Regions from separate parts of the Mus musculus genome. Here regions 1 and 3 are each linked to region 2. A link is a contact called in public Hi-C data. All regions are on one chromosome and are shown on one strand. The core of a region is the stretch at or near the end of the contact, and the rest is flanking DNA. Distances in the headings are between cores, read along the strand shown.

The links. Hi-C and Micro-C count contacts between places; a contact is called where the count stands out from the background.
Region 1: a contact with region 2 is called in a Hi-C map of uterus, with 2.5 times the contacts expected there. The contact joins two enhancer-like sites. A contact is called at or near these places in 5 of 484 Hi-C or Micro-C datasets (embryonic stem cells, liver, nephron progenitors and 1 more) and 3 of 115 datasets of contacts at active chromatin or transcription factors (embryonic stem cells, stem cell-derived neural progenitor cells and trophoblast stem cells).
Region 3: a contact with region 2 is called in a Hi-C map of uterus, with 1.9 times the contacts expected there. The contact joins two enhancer-like sites. A contact is called at or near these places in 6 of 484 Hi-C or Micro-C datasets (the HL-1 cell line, cerebellar granule neurons, embryonic stem cells and 2 more), 1 of 115 datasets of contacts at active chromatin or transcription factors (trophoblast stem cells) and 1 of 9 other capture datasets (embryonic stem cells).

The regions. Positions count from the first base shown.
Region 1 is chr1:73,742,175-73,746,339 of GRCm38.p6, reverse strand. All of the region lies in intron 6 of 6030407O03Rik (RIKEN cDNA 6030407O03 gene), which reads left to right. Among named protein-coding and RNA genes, the nearest start is that of Gm29183, 83 kb to the left of the region's middle. Within about 2 kb of position 1,574, at least 77 of the 459 cell types and tissues checked have an H3K27ac peak or open chromatin away from gene starts, as enhancers often do. A contact at or near this core is called in uterus, where this site is marked.
Region 2 is chr1:73,642,245-73,646,135 of GRCm38.p6, reverse strand. The region is part of intron 7 of 6030407O03Rik (RIKEN cDNA 6030407O03 gene); the gene reads left to right. Among named protein-coding and RNA genes, the nearest start is that of C530043A13Rik, 110 kb to the right of the region's middle. Within about 2 kb of position 1,780, at least 12 of the 459 cell types and tissues checked have an H3K27ac peak or open chromatin away from gene starts, as enhancers often do. A contact at or near this core is called in uterus, where this site is marked.
Region 3 is chr1:73,716,195-73,720,295 of GRCm38.p6, reverse strand. All of the region lies in intron 6 of 6030407O03Rik (RIKEN cDNA 6030407O03 gene), which reads left to right. Among named protein-coding and RNA genes, the nearest start is that of Gm29183, 110 kb to the left of the region's middle. Within about 2 kb of position 2,740, at least 10 of the 459 cell types and tissues checked have an H3K27ac peak or open chromatin away from gene starts, as enhancers often do. A contact at or near this core is called in uterus, where this site is marked.

The DNA of each region.
Region 1 (4,165 bases), core at 325-2,824, 100 kb before region 2:
GGACGTTCATCATCTGGGTTGTGTACCCGAGAGTCTACTTCACCGCCTCTCAAACTTTCTAATGCTGAGACCCTTTGAAACAGTTCCTCAGGCTGTGATGACCCTAACCATATGATTATTTCATGACTACTTCATACCTATAATTTTGCTACTGCTATGAATTATAATGTAAATACCTGGTATGCTGGATATAGGAAATGCAACCCCAAAGAGGGTCATGACCCACGGGCTGAGACCCTCTGGTCTACTAGACTTTTTAGGCACACCAACCATCCCAACCAGAGGAGCCCTGTGCAGGGATGGGGCTAGCAGTTAACATTCAGGCAGAAAGTTAAACCAGAAAGCATTTGGTCCAAGCTGGTGGGAGCCGCACAGAACCGGCAGGTGAAGTCATGACAGATATGAGAAATACTAGTAAAAGACCTGAGAAAATACTTGAGAGGTGACAGACATCTTCTCAACAGCTTCCTTTCCTTAAAATTCCTGCTTAGGGAACTGGGATGACATCTCTCCAGCCCCTAAGCCTTAGAGCCACCTTCCCTCCTGCATCAAATCCAAGTAAGGACAGTTGACTCCATTTTTTCTTTCTTTAATATGCCACATGAAGAAATATCTCCTGTATTGCCACTACTTCACACCCAACCCTTACAGACTCTTATTTGGGTTCTAAAGCTTGCTTTTGGACTGGTCTCTGTGCCTTTAGCCTCGTGTACTTCCTAGTACAACCGGCCTATAGTGCACATCTGACTATGCAGTGGGCCTTGCTTGAAATCCACCCACAGCACTGAAGTGCATTCTTCTAGCTCCTCCCACCAGCACATAGCCCCTCCCACCAGCACATAACCCCTCCCACCAGCACATAGCCCCTCCCACCAGCACATAGTCCCATTATCTTTTGCAACATCCCTACTGAGATGCTTTGCTCCTCTTGGGAAAGTCAATGTGCTCTTTCAATCTTTGATGCCTTTGGTCATTCTACACCCTATGCTTGGAATGTCTTCCCTTTTCTCTGTCTCCATCACCATCCTAACTTTACCAGGTTGAACATCTACTCTTTTAAGACTGTTTGTGGGTCACTGTTTCCTCTGATGTTCTTTTGAGCCTTCCAGATGAAGGGTCATCTGTACTATCTTTACTAGACTTCCCACATCTTTCGGTCTGTGTTGTAGTGAACTTTACTCACAGCCAACCTGCCTTCCTCAATTTGATCCTCCACAGCAAGATGCCTATCCTGGTCAAGTCTTTGTCATGGCTCAGCCCGACACAAAGCCGGTGCTCAATAAAAGGGTTGCAGAGAAGGTTGAGAGGGGCTGTGGAGGACCCCCTACCTTAGACCCTGCAGGAATCTAGGAAAGGGTCACATTTCATTACATCTGTATTGTGTTAAGGACACACCTGGCTCTCAATGAAGTATTTCAGGCAGGGGTCCAGGTCCTGCTCTGAAGCCCCCTTCCACTTGCAGACGGAAGCTTCTGACTCAGGCAGAAGTTGAGTTCTTGAGGTCTAGCCAGGGAGGTTAAGTGCTAGCCTGTCTCCTACCTCTAGGCTCTGAGAATTTGTTCCCTAATCTCTGCTTACAGAGCTGGAGTCTGTGTGAAAGAGGCCTTTGTTTGCTATGGGGATGGCTTGGGGTTAATCTCCCCTTGGATGCATTTTAATTCACTTTAATGACCCTGCCTCCTGTCAGGCTTTTCTTCTGGGGTTGGGGAGTTGCTGAAGAGATTAGAAAGAGTGAACCTGAGTCCTGAATCTAACCTTCTTCTGAGGGTGGGTGCTGGTACAAGGAAAAAGAGTTTTCTGCATAAATATATTAGGAAGCTGGGGGTGGGGTGGATAGAGGGGAGAGCAGGGAAATGCTGTTCCTAATTGTGTGCAGGTACTGCCAAGTTGCTTATACTTACCTGGTACCAACCCCACTCACCAGCCTGCTGCAGCCCTCTCTCTCCCGTGGGAGCCAGCCAGCCAAGGCAGACAACACAGAATGATGTCATCCTCAGGACATCCTCAGTCCTTTCTCTTCTCTCTCTCTCTCTCTCTCTCTCTCTCTCTCTCTCTCTCTCTCTCTCTCCTCCCCCTCCCTCCCTCCTTTTCTTCTAGCTTTGTATAAACACAGCTGTTTGTGAGGAATGCTGGCTTGGGAAAACATAAACCGTCTGCATTAATGACCTTTCTTCCCCGCCTTCCACTGAACGTGGGAGACTGGAATGCTCAGGCTCTGCAGACCCTTTGTCCTTGTCTGCAAGGCCAGGCTGTTCAGCTTTCTGCCCAGGCTTGAGGTTTCCAGATACAGTGACCGTGCAAAGTATGTTGGGCCAGACAAGCCTACTGACATTCTAGCTGCAGGTGACACCTCAGGCCATCTAGGGAAGATTCCCAAGGGACACAGAGATAGTAGGCGAGTTACAGGGTAGAGGCTGGAGGTGCTCAGTAGATGCAGATATTCCTTGCATGACTGGTGCAGCCTACATTGCCACCAGCTTCTGGGAGAGGGAGTAGAGGGTTTTGTGTACTCCTCCATGGCAGTTGCAGAAGGGGGTTAAGGTCACCTCCATTGCCACCACCCCCCTTGCCAACATAGTGTGTATATAGTCACTATTTGAGACCAAAATGTCTCCATTCTCTTGAGGAGATGTATCATGGGCAGCTAACAGGAAGAAGGGAGCTGAACTGGTGTCATTTGGCTTCTTTTGGGATCCAGTGATTGTGACCATTTGTAGATATGACCTCTCTGGGTTTGGAGGTAAGGATATTTTTTGATACCTTCTACCAAATAGTGTCTTGACTGAGCATATGCTTGCTTTGGCTCCCTTCTGGGTCTACTGATATTCTGATGGTACACACTCTCATGCAAGGTTTGTGACCACAGCTGTGGAGAAATAACAAGGACTCTTCAGGTCTCCCTTGCTGAGGGTAGGCAGCCTGCCCTGGTGCCCCACACAACTGTCATTGTAGGATGACTGTGATTCTTGTGTGTTGAGTTAAAAATGGTTCAGGGACCAAAGACAAACCTTCTTCCACTTCCCCAGAGTGAGTTGAAATCACAAGGCATGAAAATAGCTAATGGTTATCTCTGTTGACTACAGCTTGCTAAGGCACATATGCAGGTCTGTGTGCTTCTGCCTACTGGCTACCTACTGGCTACCTGCCGTGGTGTGTTGGGCAGCGTAGGAGGTGCTTTGCATTTGTTTCAGTTTTAGCCTCACAGTATCCACCTCTTATCAATTTGTTATTTTATAAATAATGATGAAAACCCAAGATAAAGGTAGCTTATGACTCACTAACTGATGACTTAGCGAAGAGCCAAGAGTCACACCAGCTCAAATGTGAATGTCCGTACAGGGAGTTCAGGAGAGAAGTGGGGAGGGATGAGTAGATAAAATTTAGACTCACAGAAGTGGCAGCTGCAGGGATGAGTTCATTTGAGTGAGGAAAGTAACATCTTTTCCTTTCCCAGACAGTCCTCTTACAGCTGAAACCTAACAAGGTATGGTCCTTCAGAATCAACTTGGCACCCTGTTTTACTGTTTTTAAATGCAGGTATTTTTTCTTTCTTTCTTTTTTCTTTTTTTAGGAAAGGAAGTCTTTGATCCATTAAAGTGCTCCATAGGAGAAACCCCTCATTTTCTTTTAAAATATTTTACTGGTGATTGTGTTCCTTGTAAAGTAATACTTAACAGAAAGTAGTTTGTATCGGAATAAATGTCTGGGAGGTAAATCTCTTAAGGGAGCTGAGAAGTGTTAATCTTTGACATTTACAAAATGCATTTTAAGAAGTTCCTCGAATTGATAAAAATCTGCCAGGAGCACAGGCTTTAAGCAGTAGAAAACTTCACCCTTTTGATCTGGAAAAAAAAAAAATAAGGTAGAGGTGGGTATTAACTTTCTGAGATAGAGCTACCTAATTGGTATCTTTTGGGATTCTACTTCAAAGAAAGGAAAAGAAGGAATTTGAAGAATACTGTTGGTCTGGAACTTCAAATATTATAAGATGAGATGATATTTGTAAAGGCATTTGGAGAAAACTTTGGAGTTGAATGAATAGAGGCTATTATTATTCCTTCCAGGAATTATAGGACAACAAAGGAGACTGAGAGCCATTATTTTCCAAGGCAGCGTTTCCCTATGTTTTCTGCAGAGGTTTGTGCATAGAGTTGCTCATGGATGC
Region 2 (3,891 bases), core at 531-3,030:
ATGTAACAGCAGTTAGTGAAAAACGGGGCCATGAAGTCAAAAGAAAGCAAGGAGTGATGTATGAGAAGGTTTGAAGTAGAGAAAGGAGAAATGATGTAATTATATCAATCTAAAAACAATAGAATAATTGGATATAGTACTACCGGAAGATCCAGCAATACCTCTTCTGGGCATATATCCAGAATATGTTCCAACTGGTAAGAAGGACACATGCTCCACTATGTTCATAGCAGCCTTATTTATAATAGCCAGGTGTCTCTTCAGAATATTTTCATTTTGGCAGTGACTCTTACACCAGAATCTTATGACTCCAGAACTCTGGGGCAGCCTCTCTGCTCATAGATGACTTACACTGCTTAGGGCTATCCACCACTCATTTATAGCGTCACTACACAGTGTTACACAGCCTAGTGCAACTGTTCTCAACATGTGGGTTGTGACCCCTATGGCAAACCTCTATCTCCAAACATATTTATGTATAATTCATAACAGTAGCAAAATTACAGTAATGAAGTAGCAATAAAAATAATTTTATGGTTGGGGGTAGGGTCATCACAGCATGAGGGACTGCATTAAGGGATCAAAGCATTAGGAGGGTTGGGAACCATTGTTCTGGTGGTGTGTGTATGTGTGTATATGTGTCTGTCTGTCTGTCTGTTTGTCTGTCTGTCTGTCAGTCATACTGTGTGGAGTTCTGAAGAGGTTGAACATGATGGGCATATACAACCAGCTCTCCTAAGTTGTTTTATATTACTTCATACCATGCTACTAAGAAAGTGGAGCCTGCATGCTTGTTCCCAGTGAGATCTGGAAAGATCTGTTTGACCAGCTAAGGCTGAGTTTTGATGTAACCCACAATGCATGCCAACTCTTTCTCTTTCAGGTGGATCACGGAGGGGAGGGGGAGGCAGAGGGGGCCTTTGATGTCTATTTGCAGTTAGAGGAAAGGAAGTGATTGCTTTTTTTCAACTGCTTCCGTGGGTGCGGGGGAATATAGTGACATTGAAAACTCATGTATCCAAGGCCTTGGACCACATTATTTTATTTAATCCTCTAACACATTTAGAGGAAACTAACAGCCCTCTGTCTTTATAATTACAGGGAAGCAGACTGAGTTTAAGGAACTTGTCTAATACAAAAGAAAAAATTATGACCAGGAACCTGAAGTGACTTAGACTTGCTGGTGCTGTGAGTCGATGTGTTCTCTCTCTCTCTCTCTCTCTCTCTCTCTCTCTCTCTCTCTCAAATTACATCTATTTAGTGTGTACGTGTGTACATGTGTTCATGTGAACGTGCCATGGGGCATGTGTGGAAGTCAGAGGAGAACTAGCTGGAGTGGGTTTTCTTCCCTCCTAGTGATTGAGTTTAGGTTGTTTGGCTTGGTGATCTGCGCCTTAAGCCACTGTTTCACAATGCTTTGTCTTGTGTGCACTTTTCTACCCAGGCCACTTGCATCTTGCCTGCCATGGTCTCAGCAGGTCTAGCTGTTGCTGTGTCTTCAGACAGGATAGAGAACAGCTGGCGTCCTCTCCGAGTGGAGTAATCCCTCTGAGACTTGAACACTGTTGTTCATTTCCTTACCTTAGTGGGAGACATTTTTGCTGGACATTTTGGAAGGCCTAACCGGATGCAGCTTTTAATAAAATATCCGTAAGCTGGAGTTAAGCCACCAGATAGCTGATGACTGCTCTTGGACAGGAAGCATGCTCAGGACCATAAAACTCAAAGGTGGAAAGAAACCCTTCCAGCAGAGGGCTCGCTGGTGGGACAGCTGCTGTTTATCTTATTTTTAAAAATGTAGCATTTTATCCCACTAAGTGGTTACAACTCCTAGTTAGTGGTAAGACATCAGTAATGTTTATATTTATTCTCAGATGTTTAACTTAAACTCAAAGGGAAGTAGTTTAGGTATAAAAAAGGGGAACACACACACCCACACCACGTAGGAGGCATCCTCCTTTGCATCTGCACTCTCATACCTACGGAATGAAATCACTTTACAATGACTTATTGTGTCACAGGCATGTTTCTGTACCCTAAGCTACAGCAGTGTCAAAAAAGAAGTCATCAAAAATTATCCTCTTAAAATAAGTGTAAAACTTCCTCAAAGAAATTGTTGTGCCTCAAAATCCCTGGCCCCCTGAAAAACTTTTCGAGCAGGGTAGAAACATTGACAAGCTCTCTAAAAAAAGACAGAAGTATCAAAACGTGACAATGCAGTAAGCATTATAATCTTGAAGAGGACCAGAAGAGATTCTCATGGTGAGAGACACTTTAGGCAACTGCCAAGAAGAAGGGCAGAAGGAAACAGGAGGAGGGCAGACTGCCAGTGCTGCATTCAGAGAGGGGAGTAAGGAAAGACAAGGGGAGACAGAGTCAGAGGCCAGCAGGCTGGGGGCTCACTGATCAGGGAATGGATTTCGGGGTGAGGGAAGCACATGGAAGAAGAGTTCCTGGGGGTATTTGAGAGTCTTTGTGAGGGAGGGGATTTGGAGAAAGAGCATAAACGCTGAAGTGTGTGCCTGGATGAGCTGAGTTAAATAATCTGAGTTTGGATTTCGTCGGTCAATCTGGGGCAATGGGTTTCAGCGAGCTGCTTTGGCCTTTGAAGGGCTAAAGAACTGGAAGGTTGTTTGGAGAACACCAGACTTCCATAATGACAGTTATTTATTTATTTATTTATTTATTTATTTATTTATTTATTAATGCTCTATTCTTGGCGACATTCAGAGCATCCTGTCCAGAAGATAGTACTTCCACCTCCTACCTGTGGAAACTGCAGAGTTAAGGACTCTTGGCAAGGAATCTCTAGTAAGTAGTTAAATCACCATTCAAATCAAGGCTTGTCTGACTCCTAAATCATTCCTTGGTTTTTTTTTTTGTTTGTTTGTTTGTTTTCTTTTTTCTTTCTGCCTTCCTTGATATTTTTAAGACTGAAGCTCTCTGAGGAGGCTGGAAGAACTGAACTCTAAAATCCGAGGTAGACCAGTTAGAACCACAACACAAATGGAATATTTTAATCCTGCAGTCCACCCCCACTCCCACCCCGCTCCCCAGTGGAGATTTCACAGTGGTCAAGGTCAGGGATGGAATTGTCAGGGCTGAGTTAAGAGAGAGACAGGATACTTAATGTAATTCGTGACACATAATCGAGTAGCCTCCTTGCTTTGACATGCAAATGTCCAAAGCAGGACATCAAACAGGCTGGCCTCTCGGCCTCAGCATGCTATTCTGGGATGCTAAGAAAGCCAGCGTGTAGCTTATTAGACCTGAAAGAACAAGTGTGAATGCAGGCTCTCACTTGCCAGGGCTTGCTCAAAAGCCATGACCAACTTACAGCTTGCCTCCCCAGATTCCTTAGTAGGCCTTAGCACTGTAGCTCCGTGGCTCTCAGTCTAGTTCCTATACCGGTGACATAACAGAGGAGGGACACAGCAAGACCAACTCTAGGATAATCATCAGGGAGTTGGGCTCTGTAAGAGGGAAGCCATAAGGCTTTGTGACAGTAGGTCAGGCTCCCACGGGACACTCTTCATCCAGTGGGAAAAGTCTGAAGCTAAACTCAAGTCTTCTGGACTCAGTTAAAGATGGTTTACAGACTTTGCCTTCTAGAAAATAGCAAACCAGGTGTCTGCTCAAAGCTGAGAGGTCCTGTGAAGACACCTGGGTATTGGGACACTACCATAATTTTTACAGCAGAACCAATGCACTTAAAGCATTGTGGTGACTGGGATCCCAGAGCTCTGTAAACTGCAGAGTTGTGATTCCCAGAGGAGACTGTGAGGCAGATCTCAGCATCAGGCTGGTCATGTGCACCTGCTCAGTAAATGGAAAGAGAATGGTTTTCTGCAAAGTAGGGTCTTAATCGGAATTTGCAGAGGCTCTGGTATT
Region 3 (4,101 bases), core at 1,491-3,990, 73 kb before region 2:
GTTTCTACTTGACCCACAGCCTGTATCAGGGACCCTCTGCATGGAAGCTAGGGATTAGCTGGCCAGGCTGACTGTCCTTTCTGAGAGAGAGAGGCTATCCATAAACATTCTTATTCTTTGGCACTGGGTTTTTAAAGAGCTTTTAATTATAGTATTACCTATATATATAGGGGACTTGTTATAGAATCCCAGGTCCCATTAGTGGAAGCTCTGATTTTGTGGGTTCAGGGTTGATCCACAAGTCAACATTTTCCTAAGAACCATTTCTGAGGATGAGTAGCTAGACGGACAGCCATTGATTAGGTAACAGTTCACTTGGTAGCATTCTTGGAGGAAATGGTTGGTGTTCTTCTTTGTGTCCTTTGGAAAAGGGTCAAGAAGAAATGTCTCTATTGCCTCTAAGTGGATGCCTAGGTGACCCCTCTTAAGCTTCAGTCACAGGTTGAGTATCCAGATCAAAGTTCTGGAGAATATGGAGACTTCATATGAGTTTTTTTTCCTTTTGTGTGTGTGTGTATGTGTGTATGGTCAAACTTTTGCTACATGCTTAGAAATATTCCTGTAATATCGCAGAGAAAGAACTTGGTCTGGGGCAGCATTGTATGAGGCAGTAGACACTCCAGGGACCACTACACCCTTTTTTTTGGGGGGGGGGGTTGGTATATACACTAAAGAATGGAGTTAGTAGTTAGTGGTCCTGAGACTCATGTTGGATGTGCAGCCCAAGTCTCCCAATTGCCCTCGTTCACTTGACTCCAGTGAGAGAGAGAGAGGCTCTCCTGTCCAGTGTGGTCCCGCAGGCCTGCCGACTCAGAAGTGTTGGAAGGAGTTTACAATGCAAGTTTTCAAATACTCAACGTGAAGTGGGGGCAAAAGTAAGAGCTAGTGCCACACCTCACCCCCTTTCCATATTTACTTTATGATGCTGCTCTCCATTTCCCGAGGACAGTTTGCTATCTACCCCTTAGTTTGTGGTCTCCTCAAGTGTGGTATCAGAATATCTGATATGACTTTAGATGGAAGCAGGAAAATGTGCTAATAATATTGCCTATTAGTATATTGAGTTGTAAGAGTTTGAGATTATTAGTTCATCAAATGCTCATGACTTCTGATGTGTATACTGTTACCATCACTAGTTAATAATGGGGAAACTGGGTATAGTGAGATTCAGCAATTTGTCCAGGATATGGAACTAGTCTGCGGTAGAGGAAGGTTTTGAATCCAGGTTCTTTGAGTCTATATACTCCATAGAAGATTTTCATTTCCATGTATGTTAGAAAATAAAAACTTTAAATGGCCACCTGGAAGAGAGGGACTCTGGCCTACCTGCCATCAGATCTTGACTAATTCAAAGGCAATGCTAATAAGGAAAGAGCTTGAAAAGTGATAAAGCAGATCTTATACTCTTTGAGGGGAAACTGAGGCCTGAAAGCCAGAAGACCTCTCCCATTGTCCTGCTGTGGGATTGTAGCCAAATAGGGTAGCATTCCCAGTCTCCTGGGGCCAGCTTCATGCTCAATGTTTTTGTCCAGAGCATCCACTCACATAGACTCGAACATCAAGATTTTCATGATTTAAATCAACCAAAAATAGTCTGGAACCAGGCATATATCATAGCTTGTTTTCCAGGACACTTAAAATCCACTCCCAAAACCGTTTGGCCAAATGACACAGGTCACAGTCTGCTGAGTGTCTATTTAAAGCACCTTTTCCTGGGTTCCCGATAAGGCAGGGCTGAGTTCTGAAGTCCTCTGACGAGCAGATACTCTAGTCTCCTCTTCTTATGCCCTTCGCCTGGCCTCTTCCTAAGGGCTCCCCTCCCTGTAGGAGTTTCCCCTCTTTTGTCCACTCTCTCCCTTCTCTTCCCTGACTAGTCACGTGTACAGCTCTGTATCATAGGTTTCCAGCCCCAATCCCCCTTCTTCTACCCAGAACACATCTCCTCTTCCAGAGGATCTTTCTTCTCAAGTTCCCATCATTTCCCATAAGCCTTCACTCTCATGCTTTGGCGCCATAGCAAGCTGGAGCTTGTGATGCTTCAGTTTGCCCAGTATGAGTGTGGCATGCCTGGTTTTACTTGCTGAGCCTTGATTTCTGTTTCCTTCATAGTGCCTCCGTTTCCCAATCTGTAAAACAATGGTTGAACTTAACGGTCCCTAGTAACCAATTGGTGAGCATCAGTGCTATCGCTGAGCTATGCTTGTTCCCCTTGCCTTCCATGTTATTTCTTCTTCCCAAACTTACCTGTCATAAGCACTGTGCAACTTCCCACACCACAGGAAATCTTTAAATAACACTTTTTTTTGAGGGTTGAGAGAAGTGACACATTTTTCTTTTTCTTTTTTTCAAAATAGTGACAGGACAATAAAAAAGACCAGGAAGCGAAGACAAAACAAAACACCTGAAGCAAGTCAAAACAGGAAAAGTCACCCTTGCAGGAGGAGGTGAGGAGGGAGGGCAGGCAGCATCTCCACCTTTCTAACGACATTCAGCCCTGCATGTGCTTAACAGATCATTAGAGATCTTACCACAGACCAAGAAGAGAAAGAGTGGACAGAGCTGACAGCTCTGGTGGGAAGTAACTCCAGACCAACAAAGGCCTTGTCTAAAAATACTCAGCCGGGACCTTACTGTTTCCAAGACAGATGGACACTGCGGGCTGGCGGAGGGCAGTGTCGGGGGAGGAAATTGTATCTGACAGTGATAACAATCTGGCCTCTCCCAGAGCTTCCCATCCCAAGAATCCATCGGGCTGGCCGGATCTCCACTTGTGCAAGAGAGGTGGCTGGAAATAGAATCCTCCCAGGCTGTGGGGTGGCCGTCCAGCATGAGGGCCCATAGAACATCTCCCAAAAAGACATCCTTGGAGAGGAGGAAGGTGAGGGGTGGAAGCCACTGGAGTGATCTGGATGACATGCGCATCCCCCGGGGACTCTATGGCCACCCCTACACAGTCCCAGCTTCGGACGGCAGCAGACATTTGTGTATGTGCCTGTCCTCATCATGATTTGCAGGAAGTCTTGCTTCAGCTCTTTGGATACCAGAGAGGGATGCAGTTTCAGAAGCAGCATGTTTAGATCTGGGAGACACACTTTAACTAGGACAATAACCAAACAGTGAAGTCCAGTGGAGAAGGAAATGGACCAACATAATGAGGAACTCCCATGTGACAGGATGGTATGATTGGCTCTATGAATCACAGATGGCAGAAAGAGAGTCAAGAAGGCCAAGTATAGGAGCAAATGGTGCCAGCTTAGGGCAGGGGAGACATTCTCCATGCCAGCATTGCTCCTGTGTGACCTATACACAGAAGTGACTGGCTTTGGACATCTTAGAGACCATAACCCTCCCAGTCACCCTCTAGGCAGAAACTCCAAATAGAGCAGAGACTAAACAAGGGAAATAAATGTGGTACCTCTCTGGGCGCAGCTTGATCCCCATTTCCCGACATCTGGTCTTCACAACCCGGCTTTCCGAACTGATTGAACTCAACTTCTTCTTTTCTGAGGGGAATGCAGGATGCCATCTTAGATAGTTAGTTCCACCTGTTATGCTTGCGGCTCTCTCTCCTGTGATTCAGCTGAGTGAGAAGGAGGTGTGAAAACAAGGAGTGTTTCTTTCATCCATCCTGAGGCCAAGTAAGACTGTTTGGCCTCTTTGAGAGAGAACACTGATGAATAGCTCCCCAGAGGAAGCCTGTGTTGGAAGTGTGTCTCTATTTTTCCCTACAGAGACCAACACCCCCAGGACCAGAGGAGTTTAACTCAATTTAACTGGTACAACGTTGTTGAACATTTATGCTTCAGGTTGCATACGAGGCCTTCCTCTGTACACAATATGAAGAAATCCTGCACCCTGGTTGGTCAGCTCCAGAATTAGAAGGCTAAGCAGCACTTGAATGGCTCAGTAGAGGTGTAGCATACATACCACCTACACCTCCTGTACTCAATAGTGGTTAATTTGGTTGATTCATTGCCTCTATTTCATTTCACCATGGGGTTTCCCAGACTATGACAGGGCTCTGCCTTTCTAGATTCTGCAGGGAGAAGCCAGTTTAGATGCATGAAGTGACTTAGCCTCACGGGCCTATAAAAGCATTTT